Linked DNA regions of Mus musculus: region 2 is linked to region 1. A link is a contact called in public promoter capture Hi-C data. All regions are on one chromosome and are shown on one strand. The core of a region is the stretch at or near the end of the contact, and the rest is flanking DNA. Distances in the headings are between cores, read along the strand shown. Region 1 holds the start of Uba6 (ubiquitin-like modifier activating enzyme 6). Region 2 overlaps Stap1 (signal transducing adaptor family member 1).

Region 1 (5,661 bases), core at 2,850-5,349:
CCTCACACTTCAGAAGAAGTGCTGAGTGGGGTCAAATGTACTTTAACTAGGAAGTAAAGAGGCTTGTTAATATTTGATGTCCTCTGAGCTGAAGGATCAGGATATCAAACCATGTAGGAAAGAAGCTAAAGAAAGATGGCTTACATATTGGTTCAGTCAAGAAAACAAAAGGCATCCAATGAGTTAGTGTTGATGAGGACAGGAAGTTGGAACTGGTCAGACAGCCTAGGAACAGGAACCTTAATCCTTGTTCTTGGCCAGAAATGTACTTGATTCTCTTCTGGTGGAGTCCGTTTTTCCTAATTGTGTTTCCCACTGGCTTTCTTTCCCTTTTACACAAGTTAAGTGAGCTCCACTGCCAGGGAGCTAAACGGAGATGTAACCAAAAGAGGCACCTGGAAACAAGGTGGGACTGACTGGACTGACTGCCCCTCCCCCGTTGTCTCTCCAGAGCTTCTTCCCTATGTTCTAAGAAAACCTGGAGTCCAGTCCTTGTCAGTGCCCATTGTTTGGGACCCAATCTTCCTACACAGGGCCTCTCCTTCCTTCTTTTTCTTGAGATTCCACCTATAAAACCATCTTCCCGTCTAAACTCTGTAAAATGCATCCTTCCACTTTGAGACAAAGGACCTAAATGGCACTGCCTAGGGTAGCTCTGGTGGTCCTTGAGTTCATTTTTCCAGCACCTTAGCTCTGTGGACTACAAATACCTGTGCAAGAAAGCCTCCATTGATCCAGTGACTACTGCACTTTCTGTAAGAGTTTAAACTACAGTTGAGTTTATGGGGGAATAGTCACTGTGGCTAAAATCTCAATCTCTTAAATAAGGACTGGGTATTGTTTCAGGGGGCTGCTCAATTGCCTCCCTTCCCCAGTCAGAACAGATAGATCCAGATGAAACGACAGCATATTACCCAGAAAAAAGATATGAAAATTTGAAGGCCCATTTAGGGATTTTCAGGGGTTTTGTCCTTATTAGTCAAAAGGTAAATGTGACAGTATAATTGTTACATTTTTCTCTGCCAACACTGTCACGTACACAATCAAACAATTAAAATGCCCTGAACGGGCTGGAAAGTGGCTCAGTGGTTGAGGGCACTTATTCCTGTTCCAGGAGACCTGGGTTAGTTCGGAGCATCTGCACCCACAGAGAGGTTCACAGCCAGCTAGAAATCCATTTTTCAAGGTATCCGATACAGCAGGAACACATGCAGTGTACATATATACATGCAGGCAAAATACACACATAAACTAAAAACCTGTTTTTTAGAATGTCCTTGAAACTGGTATTTAAGTTGCAAGCTTATGGCTATTGCTCTTCTTTTATTCTATAAACCATTTTAAAACTATTCCAAACACTGTGATCTTCAATTGCTGTAATCTGTGTAGGCTCTTACATAAACCCCCCTTTCTCAAGACTACAAAGTGCCCACAGATTTTGTATCTCTTATAAGGAAGGGCCCACTCTGGTTCTGGGAAAATTGGCTCTTGCTATGCCCTTATAGGACCAGAAGGATGACAGGGATCTCTAAGCTTTCATCTCTGAACAATGCAATCTTCAAATTCCATCACCATGAATATGGTTTCAACATCTGAATCTGGGTGATGTAAGCACATGCAGTCTGCAACATACATATTCCGATCCACAGCTCAAATCAGTGCATAACTATTAAGGTTTTAATAAAGACTTTTCCTTTACAAAAGAATTACCTCTGGGTTAAACAGTTAGCTTTCAACCAGTTCAAATTTTAGAACGTCCTTGGGAAAAGATCTTGCTCAAAATTCAGGAACATATGTATTAATGTGCTGACTTGACATTAGTAATCAATTTTTAATTGTGAAATGGGTGGTCCAGTCTCTCAGAACACCAGGCTAGGAACAACACTGAATTCTAGCCCTGGTTGTATGAAAAAAAATGATATGAATTTATTTGAGCCATTTAATCTCTGAGTCGTCTTCTGTAAGTCAAAGAAATTATATATTGAGCATCTTTACTGTGCTATTATTTAATAGTTCAGAAGTATGAAATAAGAGAAATAGACTTGGATATGTTCTGTTATTATAGAAACAATATGATTGTTGGTTATATATAATTTATAATGTAAACATTTTGATTTACAGAATTTGCACAGGCATATGTGTTTCAGGAAAATACACATCACAGTATTCACCTACAAAATTTGGTAATATCAGCTCATCGTAAATGTTTCCTGTTATCCTGGAATGGATTCTGAGGGGAATGGTTAGCAGAAAAACCTGTGGTATCTTAGTAAAATGTATGGATTTAAGTATCACACAAATATCAATTTCTAAGTCATGAAAAATGCACCCAAATACAAAATGGGCAAGTTATTTGAAGAATTCAGATAAATTCTCTATTATCTTTCTAAATTTTCTGTAAATCTGAAATTATTCAGAAACAAATGTTTGCAAGTAGAATGATTACATGCAGCGTTAGGATGCAGCTCAGCACAGACAGAGACAAGAAGACAAGAGACAGCTAACACCAGGGTTGAGAACGAATAGGAGTGGACATGACAGGCATTGAGCCATACTAGTAGTATTAGTATTTTACTTTTTTTAAATCTTTTTTTTTTTTTTTTTTTTTTTTAACAGTCCAGTCCCCCTCCAGGTCTGCCCTCTGGCAGTTCCTCATCCCATTCCTCCTCCTCCTCCTCCTCCTTTTCCCTCTTCGAGAGGATGCCCCTCCCCCACCCTTCCCCACCAGACCTCCTCACTCCCTGGGGCCTCAAGTCTCTCACTCAGACCAGACCTGGCAGTCCTCTGCTGTACATGTGTCAAGGGCCTCAAGCTAGTGTATGCTGCCTGGTTGGGAGCCACATTTTTTTTTTTTTTTTCAATCAAGCCATACAACAGGGACAGATAGTTTTTAAGTTAGAAAAGTTTCCCTTAAATCCATGGTCTCCTTGGACTAAGGAAATAAAAATTTATTTTCCCTAATAGCAGTAACAGATACAGAAAAAGTCAAGACACAAAGCTAGTAAAAAATATAAAAACATGCTTTAACATACAGCAAAGTTCCTCTGCCCGGAGAAGCTACTGTGTTCTCACTGATAATGCTGTGACTCTTTCATACAACTTCTCGTGCTGTGGTGACCACCAACCCTAAAATCATTTTTGTGATTTCAAGACAATTTTGAAGTAAAACCTGTTATACTTTACAGAACGCTGCCCTATGTCTATAATCAAACACGGATTTTTAAAATTGGGCTAGTGTTTCGTCAAACACATCACCAGTTAGAAAGATTCTTAATAGCTGGGCGTGGTGGCACACACTTAATCCCAGCACTTGGGAGGAAGAGGCAGAGGCAGGCAGATTTCTGAGTTCGAGGCCAGCCTGGTCTACAGAGTGAGCTCCAGGACAGCCAGGGCTGCACAAAGAAACCCTGTCTCGAAAAAAAACAACAACAAAGATTCTTAATTGTACTGTGTGTACACAATTGTTTTCTAAAAATGGTAAAATGAGAATGAATGAAAAAAAAGAATTAGATGAGAAATCGGCAATCAGAGAACTGGTAATATGAGTTACTGGCTGTATGTCTTTGATCATATCATTTGAGTTCCTTGTTTTTCCTCCCTTAAAATGAAAGTGCCAAATTTTACAGCTCTTTTTAGTCACTTGACTACAGAGATCAGTAATAGATGTTCAAAACAATTTAAATGGAATCTTTAAGTGGAATCCCAGCCTGGAAATGTCCTCTTTTTGTTGTTGTTGTTCAGAAAAGCGATCTCCTCAAGGCACTGTAACAGTTCTGGATTTGCAAGGCAACAGCATCTGGTAGCTGTCGAGCCCCCTGGAGCGGTACGCTCTCACAGCCGGAAGTGACGCGTTTTGGTTCCGCGTTTGCCCTCAGCGCTCAGCAGCCTTCACGTAGGCACTCCCCTCACCTGCAAGGAAGCGCGCCCCGTTGCCCCGCCCCAACCGGAAGTCAGGTGTCCCAGGGGCTGACTGGAAACCCTGTCCTGGGCGTACTTTTCCCCAGCTCCTCCCCCTGGTGACGTCGCCGCCCGCCCCTTGACCCTCGCGGCCCCGCCCCCTCGCCTGCCTCCCCGCCTCGCTGCAGTCAGTCTGTCGGAAGGCGATGGAGCGGTCCGAGCCGTTGGCTGTGCTTTCCTGTGAAGAGGCGTCCTGCTCCTCCTGGGGAGCCTGCGGGTGAGAGGCCTGGCCCGGGGCAGGCTGGGCGGGAAGGAGCGGAGGAACGCCGACGCGGGCTCCGTTCTCGCGTTCCGGCGGCTCGGAGCGCGCGGAGGCCACGGGGCCGCGCGGAGCCACAGGGAGCTAGCGAGGTGGCGAACGAGCGAGCGAGCCGGCGGGCGGTGGGTGTGGCGGCGTGGGCGCTGCCCTCGCTGCTCCAGCTCCGCTCCTCTGAGGAGACCGGCTCTTCCCGGGTCGGGTCCAGCATCCTTCCCTCAGGTCACTACTTCTGAGCGGCCAGTCATTCAGGAGAGGGTTGTGGCCCCTGTTGCTTGGCACACTTCCTTCAGCGCCACGGAGCACTATCCTCCTCCAGCCGTGCTCCTTAGGAAAACTGTTCTTGAGAGCTCAAGTCAGGATGAATCCGTTGCAGTGTGGACACCCCGAGAATCCTCTCTGTTTACTACGGGGGTGTTGGAGCGCGGGGCGGGGCCCAAGGTTCCTAGGATTATTTCCCGCTGAGGATCTTGGAGTTTTTCTTTCTCAGCCTGCAAAAATTCCGGGGTTGGGGTCCTGGTATACTCTCTCCAGTGTTTGCGTTAGTTCTCTTTTGGTCATCTTACAGTTAAGAAAGCCCCGCTTGTATCCTACCCAGTATATGACTATTACATACCAAATATAGAAGTGATGGATTTCTTACGTTACTAGCTTTACATTGCACATTGAGACATATACTTCAAGGACTGGATGGAAGTATTGTCTGCCCTGGCCAATGCTGCCAAAATCGACTTAAGAAATATTATTGAATACAAATATCTGCCCCTTAGTTGCTCTTACAGATGATTTGTTATTGTTGTTGTTGTTGTTGTTGTTGTTATTATTATTATTATTATTATTATATTGATTCTGAGGCTGGCTCCAAGTTTGCCAAAGATGGCTTCCTCCCTCCTCGTCTGAATTTCTGAGATTACAAGTATGTGCAATCAGGCGTGACTGTTTTTGAACATATTCTCGAAACAATCATTGAGACAGAGCTTTTTAAGTGTTGGCCATAGCCATTAAGCGGCTGAGCATAACCCCGTTCTCATTTTTAGTCAGAACTTTAATCCACCTAAGTCATTGTGTGTAACATAGAATAGCAAGTGCAATAAAGTGTGTAAAATAGAAACAAAATGATAGGATACTACAGGTTTATATATAGTTTTAGTATATGTTGTGTGAATATGCTGACTTTATTATATGAGGTGCTTACAGTGCAGTTAGTGTCTGGTTGCTCTAAAAATCTCAACAGCAAGCACTGCACATAGCAACAGTTAGTGAAATTAACTTCAACACATTTTAAAACTCTAAGGAAGATGATACCTAAGAAAACATACATTTTGTATGGAAGGACCTTGTCTAAGGGTTTCTATTCTTTTTTGGTTTTTCGAGACAGGGTTTCTCTGAATAGCCCTGGCTGTCCTGGAGCTCACTTTGTAGACCAGGCTGGCCTCCAACTCAGAAAT
Region 2 (6,198 bases), core at 388-2,887, 86 kb after region 1:
ATGGGTGGATACTTCATTCCTCCTTAGGAAAGGGAACAAAATACCCATGAAAGGAGTTACAGAGACAAAGTTTGGAGCTAAGACAAAAGGATGGACTATCCAGAGAATATCCCACCCGGGGATCCATCCCATAATCAGCCACCAAACCCAGACACTATTGCATATTCCAGAAAGATTTTGCTGAAAGGACCCTGTTATAGCTGTCTTGTGTGAGGCTATGCCAGTGCCTGGCAAATACAGAAGTGGATGCTCATAGTCATCTATAGGATGGAACACAGGGCCCCCAATGGAGAAGCTAGAGAAAGTACCCAAGGAGCTGAAGGGGTCTGCAACCCTATAGGTGGGACAACAATATGAACTAACCAGTACCCCCAGAGCTCATATATTCTAGCTGTATATGTAGCGGAAGATGGCCTAATTGGCCATCATTTGGGAAGAGAGGCCCCTTGGTATTGCAAACTTTATATGCCCAGTACAGGGGAATGCCAGGGCCAAGAAGAGGGAGTGGGTTGGTGGGGAGCAGGGCAGAGGGAGGGTATAGGGAACTTTCGGGATAGCATTTGAAATGTATATAAATAAAATATCTAAATAAATAAATAAATAAAAACTTCCCTTTTTTTTTTTTTTTGTCTTTTCGAGACAGGGTTTCTCTGTGTAGCCCTGGCTGTCCTGGAACTCACTTTGTAGACCAGGCTGGTCTCGAACTCAGAAATCCGTCTACCGCTGGGCATAGTGATGCTAGTGATGCACGCCTTTAATCCCAGCACTCGGGAGGCAGAGGCAGGCAGATTTCTGAGTTCGAGGCCAGCCTGGTCTACAGAATGAGTTCCAGGACAGCCAGGGCTACACAGAGAAACCCTGTCTTGAAAATGCCCCCCCCCCAAAAAAAAAGAAATCTGCCTGCCTCTGCCTCCAAGTGCTGGGATTAAAGGCATGTGCCACCACTGTCCCCTGTTTTATAATGCATGTTATATTCAGTGAAATGTAATCATCATAGAAAATTTTGACAGAGTATATAATATATCCAAAGTGTTATCAGCAACTATCTTTGAGTGTAGCGACAAGAATTAATTTTAATCTTCTCTTTATTTATCTGCAATAGACATATTATATTCTTCTTGGAACAAAAGAAAAAGAAACAGTCCATGTGACTTTTATTTTATGAATTGATCCCCTGTCTAGTTTGAGCTGGCAGCATTGATTAGCAGGTTCCAGTGGACTAGGCATCTGAACATAATGTCATGAAAAAAACCAGGATGTGTTTTAATGGCAAGAGCATCAAAATCCCCAAAGGAGAAGGCCCATAATATGTTCCTCAAGAAAGAAGACGTATAGGATGCTTCAGAATCCAGGTACTGTCCTAGTACCTTTTAAAAAATGCTTTACACAAAGCTTTCCTCAGAAGGCAAGTTCAATGCTCACTGATCAACCAACTGAATACAATATTCTAAGAATTTAAAAATATTTGGTATACATGATGATAAATCATCCAGTTATAGAGTCTCACATATCTATGCCATTTCCTTCCTTCTTCATAGCAACTTTAATTTAGGTTTGAGCTCCGGAAGGAGATCTATTTAGTCTACATGTGTGGGTGGAAGGGGATTTCCTCTGTGGTAAGAGTTAGTTCAAATGCACACAACGTTGATCATGACATAAGAGAGGAAGTGTGGCAGGGCTCACAATTGGTCCCCAAGATATTTAGCATCCCTGCTGGCAACACGTTCAGGTAGGTAGTGCTACCTGGTAACTAGCAATTAGTCTTAACTGAATGAATAAACGAGTCAACTATGCACTTACTCAGGCAGTGGGTTCAGTACATCCGCATAGTCTTGTACTGGCTCCTTCTCTTTCTCCGGAGGCATAAGAGGCAGCTGATCTGTCTCAATCCTTCTTTTCTTTTCTCTCTCTAAGACTTCGTGCAGTCTAATCACTTGCCCAGGTAGAAGTGACACATGCTGAGGAACTGTCAACTGAAACCAGTTAAAACAGTAGGCAAACTAAAGCTGCAACCAAATAGCATACTGGCTTTAGTATAGAGGACCTTGTTGGCCACAAGGAGTTGTAGTGACTTAGTATCCATTCTCAAAGACAAATGGACAGAACAATAAGAAGATTCCAGTCTAACTTGGGCATTACAGTACTGCCCCTATATCAACTAGAACCTGCACAGAGGTTTGCTTGGTTGTTTGCAGAACTGGTTGGTTGATGAGCTGGTTGGTGGGCTGATTGTTTGGTGGACTGGTTGGTTGGTTAACTGGTTGGTTGGTTGGTTTATTTAGGTTATTTTGTTTTGTTTTGTATGTTTTCTTTCCATACCGTCCCTCTATGTGGTCCTGGCTGTCCTAGAACTCACTCTGTACATCAGATCAGTAATCAAACTCACAGAGATTGACCAGGTGCTGGGATTAAAGGTGTGTTACCAACATGCCTAGCTGAGATCATAGTTGATCTGGTCTTAGGTAAAAGTAAACATACTTTTTACTGTGAGCTAAGTAGCAACCAATCTCTCAATTTTTTTCTTTCTTCCTTCCTTCCTTCCTTCCTTCCTTCCTTCCTTCCTTTCTTTCTTTCTTTCTTTCTTTCTTTCTTTCTTTCTCTCTTTCTCCCTTTTAATTTTTTTGGTTTTTCAAGACAGGGTCTCTCTGTGTAGCCCTGGCTGTTCTGCTCTGTAGACCAGGTATTTGCCACCAACACACAGCTAATCTCTCATTTCTCATTCTAAACTCACATACCTTTGTAATGCCCAAGAAGTTTAGTATCGCCAGGAGATACCTTATTTTCCTACAAGTTAACTTGGAAAAGCCCCACATTATTCTGAGAACGTGGGTTTGAGGTGAGCAGGTTTACACTGCTGGGGGTTCACTCCATTTCTAGCCATCCATTCATATTTAAACATGTTGATATTGCTCTTCATGTTAGTTTCGTTGTTCTCTAGAAATGTGTTTTGAATTCCATTATCCATGTAGAAATGTGTTTTGAATTCCATTATCCATGTAAAGTCTTGTGAATTGCATTCACATCTCAAAATTTAGTTGGGAACAACCTGTGCTTTCTGGGGAAGTATGATACAACAGTTTTCTACCTGTGACCTTAGCTAGCTAGTCAGTATTTGCGGACAGCCATGTCTGGTTTATAATTTGGCCACCAGAGGAGAATGAACATTCATCAGGTAACATTCAAGAGAATCCATGTGAGTAGAAAACTTCACTTTCAATTTTCAATTTAGCTAACCCCCCCCCTCTCTCTCTCGTGTGTGTGTGTGTGTGTGTGTGTGTGTGTTGTCTAGTCCCATGCTCTTGGGACTCAGGAATGAGGAATGTCAAATAAAGCAACGGGGCAGCTCGTGCTCCTTGGGCTCCTCTGCTAAAGGCCTAAGAATGTTAGGGTAGTTGCTTCCCTTGATACTGCCTTTTCTAGCAGTGTGGTTTTGATTGAGTCACCCGAACATGTCCTACTAAATTGCTCTCAGACGCAAGTCTAGTTCCTCATTATGCTCCCCTGGAGCAATAGTCAGAATAGTGGAACATTTTAACAAATGATGTATTCACACGCAGCAAGTTGATGCTCTGCCCTAAATATGTATCAAGCAGAAAATCATAGACGAAGTAGATCTCCCTCAGCCCTTGCTCACCAATATTATTTCAGAACAGTTATCACAAGGTGAAGTGGGCTGTGTTTAGTAAAATTATTATTATTATTATTATTAATTATTATTATTTTCAAGACAGGGTTTCTCTGTGTAGCTCTGGCTGTCCTAGAACTCACTCTGTAGTCCAGTCTGGCCTCGAACTCAGAAATCCGCCTGCCTTTGCCCTCTCAAGTGCTGGGATTAAAGGCATGTGGCACCACTGCCCAGACTAACATTTGCATTCTTGACCCACCAGATACAATGAGATAAAAAATTATGACTTTCAGAAATAAAAGCATGGATTTCTATCTGCCTTTTCTAGTTTCTACATCCCAGCCACTTTAATGTACACAGCGGCAGTAGGTGTTAGCAACTATTTTACAACTAGATGATGAATCAGCAGACATTAATGATCTTCTGCTGGACGTGGTGACTCACAGTGGAAATCTTATCACCTGGGAGGTCGAGACAGGAGAATCATAAGTTTGTGACCACCATGGGCTATTGACACCTTGTCTCAGCAAAAGAAGCAGATGGCCCCCTTACCTCTGTTACTGTAAGAATGAAGCCCCTCCATTCTTCTCCACTTTCTGTGTTTTCTGTCTAGAGATGAAAACAAACATAAAGCAGAAAATACATAATTAACGGATGATCTGTACTAACTTTGAATAACAAGAATTTCACAGGATTATTTGCTGACAAAGTGGGTTCGCCATCAAAGGCTAGCAAGATCTCGAGGCAGAGAGGTGGTTCTGTGGGTAAATCATTTGCCACATGAGTGTGAAGGCCACAGTTTGAACCTCTGGAACCAAATAAAATGCCAGGTACACGTGGCAGCTTAACTGTCATCCATGCACCTAGGAGGTGAAGACAGAGGATCTCTAGGGCAAGCTGGCTGGCTACATGGGTCAAATTGGGAAGCCATGAGGTCCATGCGAAAGGTGTTGCCTCTATGTATAAGACGGAAGGTGAATAAGAAAAAAAATCTACACATAAGCACACTCATGCAACTGCACCTACACATTCCTGAACACCCATCCACATCCAAATATCCATGCATACGTGCACATGTATCACACACACATACATGCAAAGAGAGAAAAAAACCTAGCAAGATTGGTAAAAAAACGCATATTCTTCTTTCTGTTCAGGAACTTTGTTAAATAAGATCATTTGAAAATTTTGAACTGTATACAATCAGCTGCAAGGAGAAATACTACACTTTCCTTTTTTGCTTAGAATTAATATATTTATTATGAAATATTTCAGTCCCGTTTTTCCTTTATAGGCAAGCAAAAATATAAACATCTGGGAGTGGGGTTGCTTGGTGAATAAAGCACTTGTCGCACAAGTGCCAAGACCTGAATTCAAGCCTCAAAAAAGTCACAGAGTTGGGCACATTGAGACATATAATTCTAGTGTGCCTCTGGCAAAATGGGAGGTAGTGAGAGGAGAAAGTTTGGAAGCCACTTCCAGCTACCTAGCACTCTTAGAGTCAAACAACTGACTGTAACCTAGAGTGCATCTAGCTATGTATTCCACAGGTATTACCTGCTTAATCATGTTGAAGAAAGGTAGGTGGCCATTGTTTGCTAGGTTTCTGCACTGAGGTCCTGAATAATCCTCACAAGAAATAAAAATGGAGCCATCTGTGCTAGTGTTCCACATCACTAAGCCAAAAGAAGATGTTATCTTGCCTTCTTAAGAAATCAGAAAAAGGGGCTGGTGAGATGGCTCAGTGGGTAAGAGCACCCGACTGCTCTTCCGAAGGTTAGGAGTTCAAATCCCAGCAACCACATGGTGGCTCACAACCATCTGTAATGAGATCTGACTCCCTCTTCTGGAGTGTCTGAGGACAGCTACAGTGTACTTACATATAATAAATAAATAAATAAAAAAAAAAAAAAAAAAAAAAGAAATCAGAAAAAAAAAAAACCATAACAACCACATTTCCCATACAGAACAACTTCAATTTGTTCCCTCTGTGTCCAAGAAAAGTAGCCTGAAGTAACCTAATGACAATTATTTTTCTATTATTTGTCTTCTTATTTTTGTCTACCAAGAACATCTGGTTCTTTAGTAGTCTATAAAACTAATTAAGATCTTTATATGATGTAACTTTATCCTCTGACAATCTTCAAGGTAGCTTAGTAAGAGGTTTTTTATTATCCTTTTTTTGTATCTGTTCAATTAAAAGATATGTATTGTTAAGTGTAGATCTTGGGAGCAAAACAAAAATCCTCGTTCTTGAAATATAGCAAGGAAGAATAAATAGTCGATGTAATAGTAATTTTGATTTAGTTGGAAAGAAACAAATAGGAAAAATAAAATATAGAGCAGAGAAGACAAACTGATAATGTAATGAAAGGGAGGGTCTTAGTCACTGTTCTACTGCTATGAAGAGACACCATGACTAAGGCAACTCTTACAAAGGAAAGCATTTGACTGGGGGGGGGCTCGCTTACAGGATTAGAAGGTTAGTCCATGGTCATCATGGCAGGCAAACAGGCCTGGTGCTGGAGCAGGAGTTGAGAGCCTCACACCCTGATCCACAAGCAACAGGCACA

What was found. Promoter capture Hi-C pulls out the DNA fragments that hold promoters and counts their contacts.
Region 2: a promoter capture Hi-C map of pre-B cells shows a contact between it and region 1. The contact joins the enhancer-like site here to the promoter of Uba6 in region 1. A contact is called at or near these places in 9 of 39 promoter capture datasets (the C10 cell line, the HPC-7 cell line, cranial neural crest and 6 more), 1 of 15 datasets of contacts at CTCF or cohesin (CD8 T cells), 20 of 484 Hi-C or Micro-C datasets (B cells, CD4 T cells, the CH12 cell line and 15 more), 6 of 115 datasets of contacts at active chromatin or transcription factors (the 230-238 cell line, the HPC-7 cell line, the SCID.adh cell line and 3 more) and 3 of 9 other capture datasets (adipose tissue, liver and pancreatic islet).

The regions. Positions count from the first base shown.
Region 1 is chr5:86,171,181-86,176,841 of GRCm38.p6, reverse strand. Uba6 (ubiquitin-like modifier activating enzyme 6) reads left to right here and starts at 4,099. Exons shown (of 33, transcript NM_172712.2): 1 at 4,099-4,174. The coding sequence starts at 4,104.
Region 2 is chr5:86,082,425-86,088,622 of GRCm38.p6, reverse strand. Stap1 (signal transducing adaptor family member 1) reads right to left here. Exons shown (of 9, transcript NM_019992.4): 4 at 4,178-4,234; 5 at 1,801-1,973. Among named protein-coding and RNA genes, the nearest start is that of Gm24524, 5.8 kb to the right of the region's middle. Within about 2 kb of position 1,637, at least 99 of the 459 cell types and tissues checked have an H3K27ac peak or open chromatin away from gene starts, as enhancers often do. A contact at or near this core is called in the 230-238 cell line, B cells, CD8 T cells and 10 more, where this site is marked.